Linked DNA regions of Anser cygnoides: region 1 is linked to region 2. A link is a contact called in public Hi-C data. All regions are on one chromosome and are shown on one strand. Each heading gives the region's core, a stretch centred on a gene start, on an enhancer-like site or on the middle of the called end of the contact. The rest is flanking DNA. Distances are from core to core; before and after follow the strand shown.

Region 1 (5,728 bases), core at 3,060-5,559, 190 kb before region 2:
GTAGAAATTAGGGGATACAGCGTGTCAAGATGAGCTTCCCTTCAATATCTGTGGCTTTTGCTGTACCCTGTACTGCAAGTTCATTGACGACATCACCTCTGTTTCCAGATTGATCTGCAGTGTTTCTAGCCTTAATAAACCCCCCAATTTAAAAATTCCTAAAGATACCCCTGGAGTCCCTCAGAAATGGTGTCCTTAGTGTCCAGGCAGGCTGATGAGGTGTGTTAATCTAGGGTGCATAGCAGTGGTGACAAGCCATGCCACGCTGAAGCAATGTCGTCCTTCCGGTGGGGCCGGGGGCATCAGCGCGGGTTTGTGGGTCCTCCGGCTGCACTGTTGGCCTCTGCTCACTCCTCTGGGCTTGTGGTGAACCAACAGGGAGCAGAGCAGTGTTTCCACCCAGTGCAACTCACAGAAGGACACTGCCATCAGCAAAGTGGGGAGTGGCATTATGTGTGCATCCTGTCGCACCATGGCGTGAGTGCTAACCACCCAAATTGGCACACTCAGTCTCATCGGTGAACATCGAAGGCAAAGCAAATTCAGTGTCATTTCATCACCTGTGTTCTTTTAACAGTCTCGTGCTGCCTGAGTTAATTGAATTTACATGTGACAACCAGTATGACCAACAGAGGACAGCACATCCATTTCTTTCAATGATCAAAGATCCCGAGCTTGAAGCTGCCATTCACTTTTCACTCAGGAAATGAGAGTGACTGGCAGAGGTGAGCGGCGTGCCACAAATAAGCCTGCCAGCTTAAAAAGGCCTTTTTGCAATTAACTGGAGCTGGTTTGAATTCCAAGAGATTACTTCTAATAAATCTACCTCAACCCCGGCCTTACTGCTACCTAAGCACCATGTGTACACCTCTGCTCTCTGGGGCTGGGTTTTGACGTGGTTGTTCAGGGGACGCCGTGGAACTGGGTAAAACATCCTCAGGAGTCAAAGCGCATTTAGGACTGCTGGGTGACATCTACTAATTCCCCTTTGAAACTGCAGACGGACAAAGTGTCCATCACCAAGTTTTGATTAAATGTTTTTATAAAATAAAGATGTAAAGCCAAACTCAGGTGGTTTTATTGCATCTGATTTGGGGGCAGAGAAGACTTTGCCAGTCATAATGAAATTCAAGGAACAAAACCAAGGATTTTGCGTGGCTAAGGGGGATTTCATTACAGGAATTCAATTAACCTGCAAGAGTTGCACACATTGAAATCCATTATCTTTCCCCAAAAGCTGGCTATTGTGTTTTATATAGAAACCTTTTCTATAAAGGTTGCTGAATAAATAATGCTTTATTAGAAATGCATTGACATCTTTATAGAATTAATAGCATATAATGAAATTTTTATGTTAGTGCTTTGCAAACATTAATTACATTTCTGCTTCCTATGAAATGTAAGAAATAGCTTTTTAGTGAAATGATTGACAGGACTAAATAGGGACTGGGTGTTAGGCTCAAGCAGAAAGCAAATACAGAGCTTTAGGAGATAGACAAGGAATAACAGAGGCTGGTGGACGATATGCAGGTCCACTGCAAGTACAGATCCACATTGTCACTCTCGGCCCAATCCTGTGAATTGCTGAGCAGAATTAATTAACAGGCTAAGACAGCAGTAAGGCCACGGGGACTGACAGTGCTCAGCAGTTCTTCGTATCGGGGCCTGTAAATAAAAGCCAGCCTACAAAATTCTCGTTCATGTGATCAGCAATATCGTACACGTCTACTGCAATCACATGAATTATTCACAATGGTGTAGCTTGAAAGATGTAACCCACAAAGCCTGTTTAAAATAACACAGGAGCATTAATTAGTGTTCCTGGGGCACATGGAGGTGTCATTACCGTTTGGCCCGTTTTTCACTCATCCCCATGTTTCTTATATTTGCTGTGTGCTCAGGGCTGATATGGGGACGGGGGTGGCGGGGGGGGGGGGGGGAAGTAAATACAGGAGATAGACATCTATAAACATTGGTCGAAAATGAGGAAAGGGGGTTACTGATTAGCTTTCTTCCCATATAAAGCTCCCAGATCTTATCGCAGAAACGCGAGTTAACTGTTTTACCATTCTTCTTTTTTTAAGCATTATCTGATCAGAGAAGCATGAAAAGCACTTTATAGCTCACTTGATTTTTTTCTCCCTGTGCTGGGAGCCCTCTGCAGGAAGCAAAGCTGAATTTCACAGATCTTCCCTTTCTGACGTCTCCCGAATTTCTAGGAATGCCCCTTCCCTCTTACTATATTTGGAGGTAGTTTCTAGGAAAAAAAAAAAAAAAAAAAAAACAAAACTGACGATTTTCGGCCGGTGCCGGCCCCACCACCGCGGCTCGGGGAGCCCGGGCCCGGAGGATCTGGGGAGCCCTTGGCTGCTCGCCTTTGTGGCGGGGCTGCAGGAGCGAGCACGGGAGGGAAGGAAGGGGAGAGGTGTCTTTGTGGCAGCCAGGCGTGAACATCTCCACTTATTCCTTTGGTCTGCCTTTTTTTTTTTCCCCTACACTTTTCTTCTTTTTTAGAAGGAAGAAGCGCTTAGGGGGAAAAAAAAAAAATCCCCCCCCAAATCCCCACCTTCTGGATTTTTTTATTATTTTTTTTCCCGTCTGCTTCTCCCCCTCCCCTCGCTGTGGCCTCTTGTTTAGCTCGTGGCGTGACCGTGATGAAGAAATGTTTCTGGGCGCCTGGCAGAGGCGATCTTTTTTATGTAATGAGTCAGGATTTTGCCAACGGAAGGAGCCGGCCGCCGACCGAAGGGCTGCTGCCTCCCTGCCGAGCCCGGCACCCCGCCGGGCCGGGGCCGGGGCCGCCCGCTCCCCCGGGACCCGCGGTAAGCTGCGCGCTCCTCCCGCGGGGCCCCGCTCTCCCCTCAGCCCTCAAGTGGGGCCGAGCCGCCGGGGCCGCGCCCTGCCGCCGGCTTGGGGCCGCTCCCCGCCACCTGGGCGGCCGCTGGGGGCTGCAGCCCACCTGCCCCGGGCCGCCGGGGGGCCGCCGGGGCCCGCCGCAGCTACAGGTGCCGGCGGCCCCGTGCCCCGCCTGAGGGGAGGCTGCAGCCCGCGCGGCGCGGCCCCGCCTCAGGGCAGCGGCGGGAGCGCGGCCGGGACCAAGCCGGGCTGCTCCTTCTCCTCCTCCTCCTCCTCATTCTTCTCCTTCTCCTCCCGTTCCCTCTCCCGCCCGCCAGCGCTGCCTCGTTCCCTCAGGAGGTGTCTCCGAGCACGCAGGGTCGGCAGGGACGGACGGCGTTCCTCCGGATTACCGAAAGCAGCACAAATGTAATAGTGTTTTTTTTGTTGTTGTTCAAGCGCGGCGATTGGTTTCTTTTGACGTGACTGACAGCATTTACCTGCCTCAGGTCTCCAAGTGGGTCTATAATGAGTAAAACTCGGGTTTATTTAGAAGTTCGGTAGGGAATGTAAAGGAAGGATTTAGCAGTGTGTTCCTTTTGGCTGCAGATCTCTGCTTTTCTTCTTAAAAAAAAAAAAAAAAAGTTCTTAAAGCTGGGGATAGTCAGATTTGGGCACCCAGCTGAATACTCTAAGCTGCATTGTCAGTAGGAAGCGACCCGTTTTGGGTAAAGTGAAAGTACCGTAGTGTGCTACACAGATAGCAAAGATATAATAATGTCACACATCTCTATAATGTTTCAGCTTTACTTTAAAATATGGAGGAACAGACAAACGAGTTGATACTTTGAAAAGATCTTAATAGATACTTTGAGTGCTGGGGCTAATAAGTCCCTACATTACTCTGGGTGAGTTCTGCGTCATTTTATAGCCACTTGCAGAAGGTGCTGCTTAGCTAAACAAACAAATCATAAAATGGGAATAACAGCAAATAATAACTGCTAGCAACTCCTGCTGTCCAGTTAGTTGAAGGAGTGTATACCATGACTTGGCTACAACGTCCTCTTTTATCAGTCCAAAAATCAGCTCCTTTGTAAGCGCTGATCCCCTCAGTCGATTGGGCATATCTTACAAAGATACTTTGCTTACAAATTGAATCTCAGAAGGTTGTGGTTCCAGAGTCGGGGTTTTGGGGGCGAGATGAGCTTATGTTTTATCCAACTGGCCCACAAAGTCCCGCTTTTGGTGGTCACTTTGTTCTGCAAAAGAAACCAGTGCATTATGGCTCTTACAGAGGACACTAACCTTAGCACTAAACTACGGCTGTGCTCAGAAAGCTACTCGCTACTGCACACTTTAAATAAGTAGCAATATCCTAACTTTACTGGTGTCATCAGCAGTAAGAAGCAGATAGAAAATACTAGCATTCCCCAAAGTTAAACAGAAATAGTTTTCTAACTGTTGTTGTAGCCTGTAAAAACTTTTTTTTTTTCCTTAAAAACACAGCAAAGGCAAAGAAAAAGTTATGTTTCAAAGGGTGGTTATTTGACATAAGTATATTGGGAGAAAAAATAAGACTTTTCTAGGAAAGAGAGGCAGCTTAAACCTTGAAACCAACATACAGCCCTTAGGAACATGCATGCTGTCAGTCCCCTCCTCGGGTCTTTTGCTCACAAAAGGTTGCAGTTCTGATGTCTCTCTCTCTTCAACTGACTTTTTGTTTTGTTTTGTTTTCATTTTTGTTTTTGTTTGTTTTTTACTTGTGTGCCCACCTGTCTACATGTGCATGGTCTGTATCTATAAATCAATGTAAAGATTACTAATTGCTGTGCTGAGAGGAGTTGTGCAATATATTTTTATGAGTAAGTCTGAGCTTGGTAAAGCTGTTCAATTCCACGCTACTATTTATTTTTTGTTATCGATAGCCTGAACAATCTCAGCATAGTATTTACTTCTAAATGATGTAGTTTTATTTTTATGGGATTCCAATAGATGTTTACCATTTATAGGTAAGCTGAACTTTCTTGAGGCTCCAAATATAACGTACATATATTTAAGACAGAATAAAACACATGCTAAGTGATATTGTGTGAGAGAGTATAATGGCTCATATACAGAGCAAGCACAAACAGGGGCATCCTCTCGGCTGGTGTAAATGTGCCTGTCATAGCTTTGACATTTTATACTAGCTAATCACCTGCTTACGTGACACATGAATATCTACACATGGTACTCACATTATGCTTGCGGTCAGATTCTTATTTAGTGCTGATCTACTCAAACTGAATCGATTCTGTTACTTCAAAAAGGCCTGGAAATTCAGCTGAGTTCCACAGCAGTGCTCTGCTAAAAAAGAAGTTGTTGGCATGTGATAGCTCACATGACTGTGTGCAGGATCTGTGTACTCAGGCAAATGGATATTGTGCTGAATTATCAGTATTTTTCTATGGAATTCTGGCCTTTTACAATTTATAGCTATATAATCACTATACATATGAAATAGGACATACCAAAACCTCAGTGCAACAAATTACTCACTTGTTTAAAGCTGAAATCTACCTTGGGAGAGCTTAGGTCAGAATTGTGCTGCTAACACGCCTTTTAGCCACTATTCTGCATGAAATAATGCAGCTCAAAAGCAGCATTTATGAGAAGGTTAAGTTTTCAGGAATCAATTGAGCTACAAATTTAACTGTAGAAATATCATTTTTTAAAAATAATACTTAGTTTGTGAATACATTACAGATATATCCAGTACTACAAGCTGTCAGATTTGGACTGGTTTGACTCCTATGGCCTCTTTGCTAGTCTTCTGAGAATACTCTGCTCTGCTGCTTGTGAGCTTTTTCTTTAAAGCTCTTAAATTGGAACATGTAATTTTGTGCAGCTACCT
Region 2 (6,229 bases), core at 1,895-4,394:
CAATTTAAACAAATGAAAATAATTATGTTATATACTTTCAGTTTATATAAAAGCAAAATATATTATTTCCTCAAAAACTTGGTTTTGGGTCAATGCCTTGCCATATACTCCTGTTATTTTGCACACCTGGTACATAACACGAAACCACGACTCCAAAGCTCCCGCTCTCCCAGAGTGCCACTGCTATGCTGCTGGAGCTGCTTTATAGGGTACAATTTGTTTGTAATAAATAAATAAATAAATAAATAAAGTAGTTCAACAACATCATAATTCTAGCACAAAATCTGCTTTGCTTCCTAAGTGTTTGATACATAGGGTGCTCTTACAGCGTTTTCTGTACTTTAATGTCATCACACGCAATTTTCAGCCTCACTTCTGCAGTCCATCCTACACCTGAAACTCTCCCAAATTGGTCAGCCCATAGGTGGAATTCACAGCAAGGCATCTTTTAGTGGTGAGTGGTGTGTACATCATGATTTATGCAATACCCATACATTGAAAGGATTAACGGCTAGGACCAATATTTTTAACGTGCTTCTATCAGCTGAAAGATTTTACCTGAGCTTTGGTTTGTTGTTCTGGATGAGAGCGATTGTATTGCTTGAAGCTGCTCAGTGTTCACACAGTTATAACGTGGGATTGTCTAAGCCGTCTTACCATCTTCATGGTCCAGCTCGTAGTTTATGATCCGTGAGTACAACAACTGTTGTCCTGGGCATGCTTTTTTCCCGCCTCTCACCATCCTTTAGCTTCTGCAGTGAACAACAACCCGATTTTGTGTTCAGTTTTAGAGGGCTTTTAAATTTCATCTTATATACTTAACTCTTTCATGGCTAACTGCTGCAATTAAATTCTCATGCTTAGTTTCAGGAATCGCAACCTTGCATCAGGTTAACCTTGAATCACAAGCTCACATCAGCCAGGTTATCCGGAGGCGATTCAGCTACCGCGGCTTAGAAAGGCCTCAAAGCAACGCTCAGCAATTTATGCTCAGCCTCCCGGCAGTAATTAGAGCAGAGCTGATTGACGCTGCCGAGCCGAGGGCATCTGCCAGGGGCCTGACTGCGCCTGAGGCACCACCGCCCCGTGCACTAGGGGAAGGCCCGGGACGTTTTGCTCTGCAGGGCTCTACCGCACGGATACCTGCCGGCACCGGTGCGCCCTTCGGCACCCGGCGTCAGCGGGGACGCCCCGGCGAGGGGCCCCACAGCCTCCCGGTACTGGGACACGCACGCGGAGCCCCGGCCCCCCGTCAGGTCCCAAGGTGGAAGCGGTGAGCACTCGCGAGGAACGACAACGCAACGGCTCGGTTCACTCGGATTTTATTATTCGGCAAAAAAGAAATAAAAAAAGTTTCCATAAACACGGGCCGCTCCCTCAGGCCGCCGTCCCCTCAAGGATCCCCCAGAGCTCAGCTCCCTCAGGCGCCCCCACCCGAGCATGCGCAGAGGAAGCGCCCAGCGCCCCCCGGGCCGCAGCGGGGGGGTGACGTCGCCGTCGGCCAGCACTCCCGTGAGGCACCGCCGGTAGGCTGCTACGTCACGCTGTACGTCACGCTACTTCCGCGATAGCCGACCGAAGGCCTTAAAGGCACCGCCCCCCCCCGGCAGGCCCTGGCGGCAGCGCGGCGGGGCGAGCTGCGCGCGGCGGAAAAAAAGAGGCGGGGCTTCCCAGCACCCAGCCAATCAGCGCCAAAGCCCCCCCCCCGCGCCGCCACCAATCAGGAGGGTGGGTTTCCCAAACAAGGGCGGCGAGCCAATGGGGGAGCGGGCGGCGCTGGGCGCTGCGGCCAATCGGCGGCCTCCGGGCGGCAGGGGGCGCTTGCGCGGGCGGCGGGGCCGGGCCGGGCCGGGGGAGGTGGAGCCACCGTTGTCGCCGCCGTGGGGGCCGCGGGCAGCCACAGGTAGGGTAGGGTGGGGGGGGGGGGGACGGCACGGGCTGGGCCCGGCTGCGCGGCTCCTTGTCCGCGGGTAACAAAGGCGGCGGGGGGACGCTCGGGCTGGTGCGCCCGTGTGGGGAGCGGGGGGCGCTAGGCCCGCGGGGGTAGCGGGGCGCGGGCAGGCGGCGGGGGGGGGGTAGGGGTAGGGGTAGGGGTAGGGGTAGGGGTAGGGGCAGGGGCAGGGGCAGGGGCAGGGGCAGCCCCGTGGGGCTCGGCCGCTCGGTGGGGCTGGGCCCGGTGCCCGCGCGTCCCGGCCTGTGGAGGGGCTGCGGCTGCCCCGGTCCCGGGCTGGGTCCGGTGCTCGGCGCGATTCGTGCGCGGAGCGTAACGCGCGGCCCCGGCCCGCTGTCCGGCCGCCGGGGGAGTGAGGCGGCGTTACGCCGCTCCTTTGTTCGCCCGCGGGGCTCCGGCGGCTCGGGAAGGCGCGGCGGGCACGGCGGGCGGGCGGTGCCGCGGGGGTACCGGGTGTGGGGCTGCGGGGAGGTACCCGCGGGAGTAACGTGGGGCGAGCCCGGGGGCAGCCTGCGGCGCGCTCCGCTCCGTTCGCGTTACGGGGGCGGTGCCGTGGGGCTGGGGCTGCTCCTGCGGGAAGAAAGCGAGCCCGAGGCTGAGCCGCGTGTCAGGGGTGCCTCCACCGGGGGAGCTGGCCGCGTGGCGCTGGTACCTGCGGAGCGGGGGCCCAGAAGTAACAAAAGCTGCCTGTTCTGCGCTGCTCCCCCTCCTTCCTCTGCCCGTTACCCTGAGCTGCCCGGGGCAGCGCCCGGCGGTGCGTGGCCGAGGCGCCGAGCTCTTCTGTGCCTGCGCTGCCCCAGGAAGATCCTTCTGAAAGCGCTTTGTGTCAAGCTCGCGGCTTCCCCTTCCTCACCGGGGTGCCAACCCGAGCGCGCTGAGCGGTTCAGGCTCTCGGGAAGGGGCTGCGCTTTGTGGTGATCTGCAGTGAGCCGGTTAAACAGCCGGGCGGCGGGATGAGCGACGGGGTGGCTTCGAGCAGCCTGTGTTGGGCCGGGTTCATCCCCCTGGGGCAGGTGCCCGATGTCCAGCCTGGCCCCTGCCGAGGTGGTTTTGCCTCTGTCTCGCTGGGAAGCAGGTAGGGTACGGTATGTGCCCCCGGCTGTGGAGTTGTGCATTTGCAGCTCTGTTTGGATCCCAGCACCCAAACACGCTGTGCTCATTGCCCTGCTCAGAGGTGCCAGGGGTTGTGGCAGAAACAGGCTTCAACTCCTCATGGGAGGAAGGGATCTGTACTGGCTGCCTTTCAGTCAATTACTTGCACGCCCTTTTCTGCTTCAGTCTTCCCTGTCCCCTTTGCAGGATTCCTTTTACCCTTGGGCCCAGAATACAACTTTGTTCTTTAGGAGTACGGTTTTCCTATATGCGAACAGTGGTGAGCTGTTCACGTTTTAGTTTTACAACCAGACTTGTGGCTTGACAACTTCTGATTGCTGAATAAAGCTTTAACATATGAAGGTGTAGATGATGGATTCATTTTTGGCCGAGTTAATTTTTCGAGTCTGTTGCCTTTTTAAACTTCTCTCCTGCCTGTGACATATAAAGGGAGAGAAAGTGGATGCTATAATACAAAAGGGGGCCTCGGCTCAGTGTGATTTTCATTAGACCTGCACCCTGTCAAGGTTTATAATTCAGCTGAACTGCTGAGTCCAGTACAGATAGATCAGCAGCAATCACGATTAAATTTTCAGTGTGCTTTGTACTGTGGAAACATCTAATTTAAGATTCTTGTAACCCAGTAATTGCATTAATAGTGAACTCAGTCATGCATGGCAAGAGGATATGCTTCCATTATCTTAAAAAACAAAACAAAACGAAAAACCCCACATCTATTAAAAAAAACAACACCAACATACGTGCACATGTAGGAACTGTAACAATCATTTGGTCAGCTGAAGGCCACTGACACCCTGCGTAGTAGTTCTGGTCCCCAAATAATCTTGGGCATTAGGAACAGAGGGAAAGCTCTGTTCCCTGTTCGCCTGTCAATGAGTTGTCTGCACAGCTGGATGCAGTAGGAGGGAGGCTCGATCCTGCCCAGCTCACTGCCCTTTGGAACCGAGCTCCCAGCTGGGGGAACTCCCAGGCACGGCAGGCTGGCCGCCGGTTCCCTGGGTTTGTCTCCAGTGCAGTCATTCTGTTCTTCATAACGTCTGCTCATGGGCTTTGCTGCTTCTGTTCAATCTCTTGTAATTAGAATCTTTGTAAAGCACCGTGTTGGACCTTAACTGGTGGTGATTATTGGACTTGAGATTTAGCAAAGGCTGGGCCCCGTGGTTAGGCACTGTGACCTTCCCTTTTGCAATGCCCAGCGCCTGCCTTCCTTCTGTAGAAACACTGAATTTTCTGCGTTCCGTATGAATTGATTAATTTGCTTTCAAAGATCAATTTTACTGTACAAGATGATCTAGCATTGATTGTGTTCAAATCCTCAGTGCCTGAAGAATTAGCCCAGGCACATCCTGTATGTTGAGACTGTCCTTTAAAACTTACCTGAATGCTGCAGAAGTGGCAAAGTTTAGAAAACAAGAAAATTGTCCTGCTGGAAGGAAAGCAAAGAACCAGTAAGAGGTGTGAGTGGCTTTGTACAAGAGAGACATGTTGGTTTTCCTGTCTGCCGGAGCTGGCACAAACGTGTTTTCCTCCATATCTCCTGTTTGTGTAACTGGGCTGGTGTCTGTCCGAAAAGGTGACATTGGCTGCCGGCACAGTATTTTCTGTTACTTTGCCTCTGTGGAATGCAATTGAGGTGAAGCCTGCGATAAAGATGGAACAGTGACAATTGTTCTTGTTTGGGTTTAGGCAGGCTTGTTTTTTTTTTGTCCTAGGTTTAGTAAATGGAGCTTGGATTGGTCACTAGCAGCAGTTGTAGAAATACGACATTCAGTGCTACACTCGGTTCTGCCTATAATCTTAATTAGCAGTACATTAGTGTTTGTTTGGTTTTTTTTTAACATCCCACGCCACTTCTCTCCTGTAGCTTGTCTCTGTCAGTGACTTGTACACAGCGTAAAGCCACTGTATGGGTTGTGTTTTTCTAATAGTAGTTACAAGCAACAGGGCAGCATTTTAACTTTCAAAAATACATGTACATATGCATATTTAAGTTCTGTCCCTTCAGATGAAGGAGAAGAGTTGTTACTAAACAGGTGATTTTTCTGTACTTTGAAAGTGGATGGATGACTGTAAGTCAAGGCACCATTATTTGCTTTGTGTATAACTGAGGCTGATGTGTTTCTGGCTGCACAAGAGGATCTAAGAATAATTCGGATGGGTGAGATGCTGTTGGAGGTGTTATGTGAGACAATTTTAAATCCGCTGCAAAATCAAATATTGGGATAAAGTGACTGCCCAAGTATACTACAGAAGGATAATTTTTACCTGAATGTCTTACGGATACAAATGAGTTAGGCGGAAAGAACAGAAAACTCCTTTGAATAATAAATTATGCTGCTTGCATATGTTCGTCACTTGCTGGCATTCTTTTATCTGTGATGCAAATTTGTAACAGTTCCATTAATTTTAATGTTACGGAGAAATTGGATCTGCACATCCTCCAGCATCAATATGTGAGTTATTCTTTAATATTTTTGCTAGAGGCGATAAATAAATACAGTTGTTACTACGCTAGACTTCACCACTTTGCAAGTTGGTGGAGTGTTGAGGTTGCTTAGAATTAGTAGAGCAAAGCTGATCTTATGCTTGCCCGGATCTTAATATACACAAGAGACTTGTGTTGACAAAGTGACACAACCTTACTAACAACCTTATCAGTTGTTAATTCAGGGAGAAAAAATGCTTTATTTAGCTTCCTTATTTTTGTGGATAAGTATATGCTGATACTGCTGCTTGTTCGGTTAGCGTGAGGGTGTCTGAGTCTTGTTAGCCTTGTTTGAATTCTCAGTGCTAAACCATGAGTGAGTAAATAAAGTATTCAAATGGCCAATAAATTTCCTTTTGGCATTTATATTTAGATTTCTTAATAGATATGCTATTGTTAGCCAGTAAAACGTTTCTCTCATAATAAACATCCTTTGTATATATGCCAGAAGCAGTATGTATTAATAACCTGCTGAAGAAAAAAGGATGCATAAAATAACGTGAAAAACAGTTACAAAAAGCGTTGATGGTTATTTCCTCTCTTGGGAGTAGATTACTGAGTGTTATTTATATATCAAAACAAGCAATATCTGAACAGTTCATGTCCGTGAACTGTTGTAGCTGCTAGTGATCTGTAGAGACTGACTTTTTATTTATGAATTTTAGTTTGCTGGTGGTAGA

Evidence for each region. A called contact is a pair of places that touch in the nucleus more often than the background predicts.
Region 1: a Hi-C map of liver shows a contact between it and region 2, with 6 times the contacts expected there. The contact joins the enhancer-like site here to the promoter of PLA2G10 in region 2. A contact is called at or near these places in 3 of 7 Hi-C or Micro-C datasets (fetal liver and liver).

What each region holds. Positions count from the first base shown.
Region 1 is chr15:18,195,757-18,201,484 of Taihu_goose_T2T_genome, reverse strand. The region is part of intron 25 of PARN (poly(A)-specific ribonuclease); the gene reads right to left. It overlaps LOC136786465 (a long non-coding RNA gene), which reads left to right. Exons shown (of 3, transcript XR_010825189.1): 3 at 1-1,140. Among named protein-coding and RNA genes, the nearest start is that of TRNAT-CGU, 4.1 kb to the left of the region's middle. Within about 2 kb of position 4,309, at least 1 of the 3 cell types and tissues checked has open chromatin away from gene starts, as enhancers often do. A contact at or near this core is called in liver, where this site is marked.
Region 2 is chr15:18,003,520-18,009,748 of Taihu_goose_T2T_genome, reverse strand. PLA2G10 (phospholipase A2 group X) reads right to left here and starts at 3,144. Exons shown (of 8, transcript XM_066977981.1): 1 at 2,604-3,144; 2 at 559-752. It overlaps ZC3H7A (zinc finger CCCH-type containing 7A), which reads left to right and starts at 1,773. Exons shown (of 23, transcript XM_048052257.2): 1 at 1,773-1,903.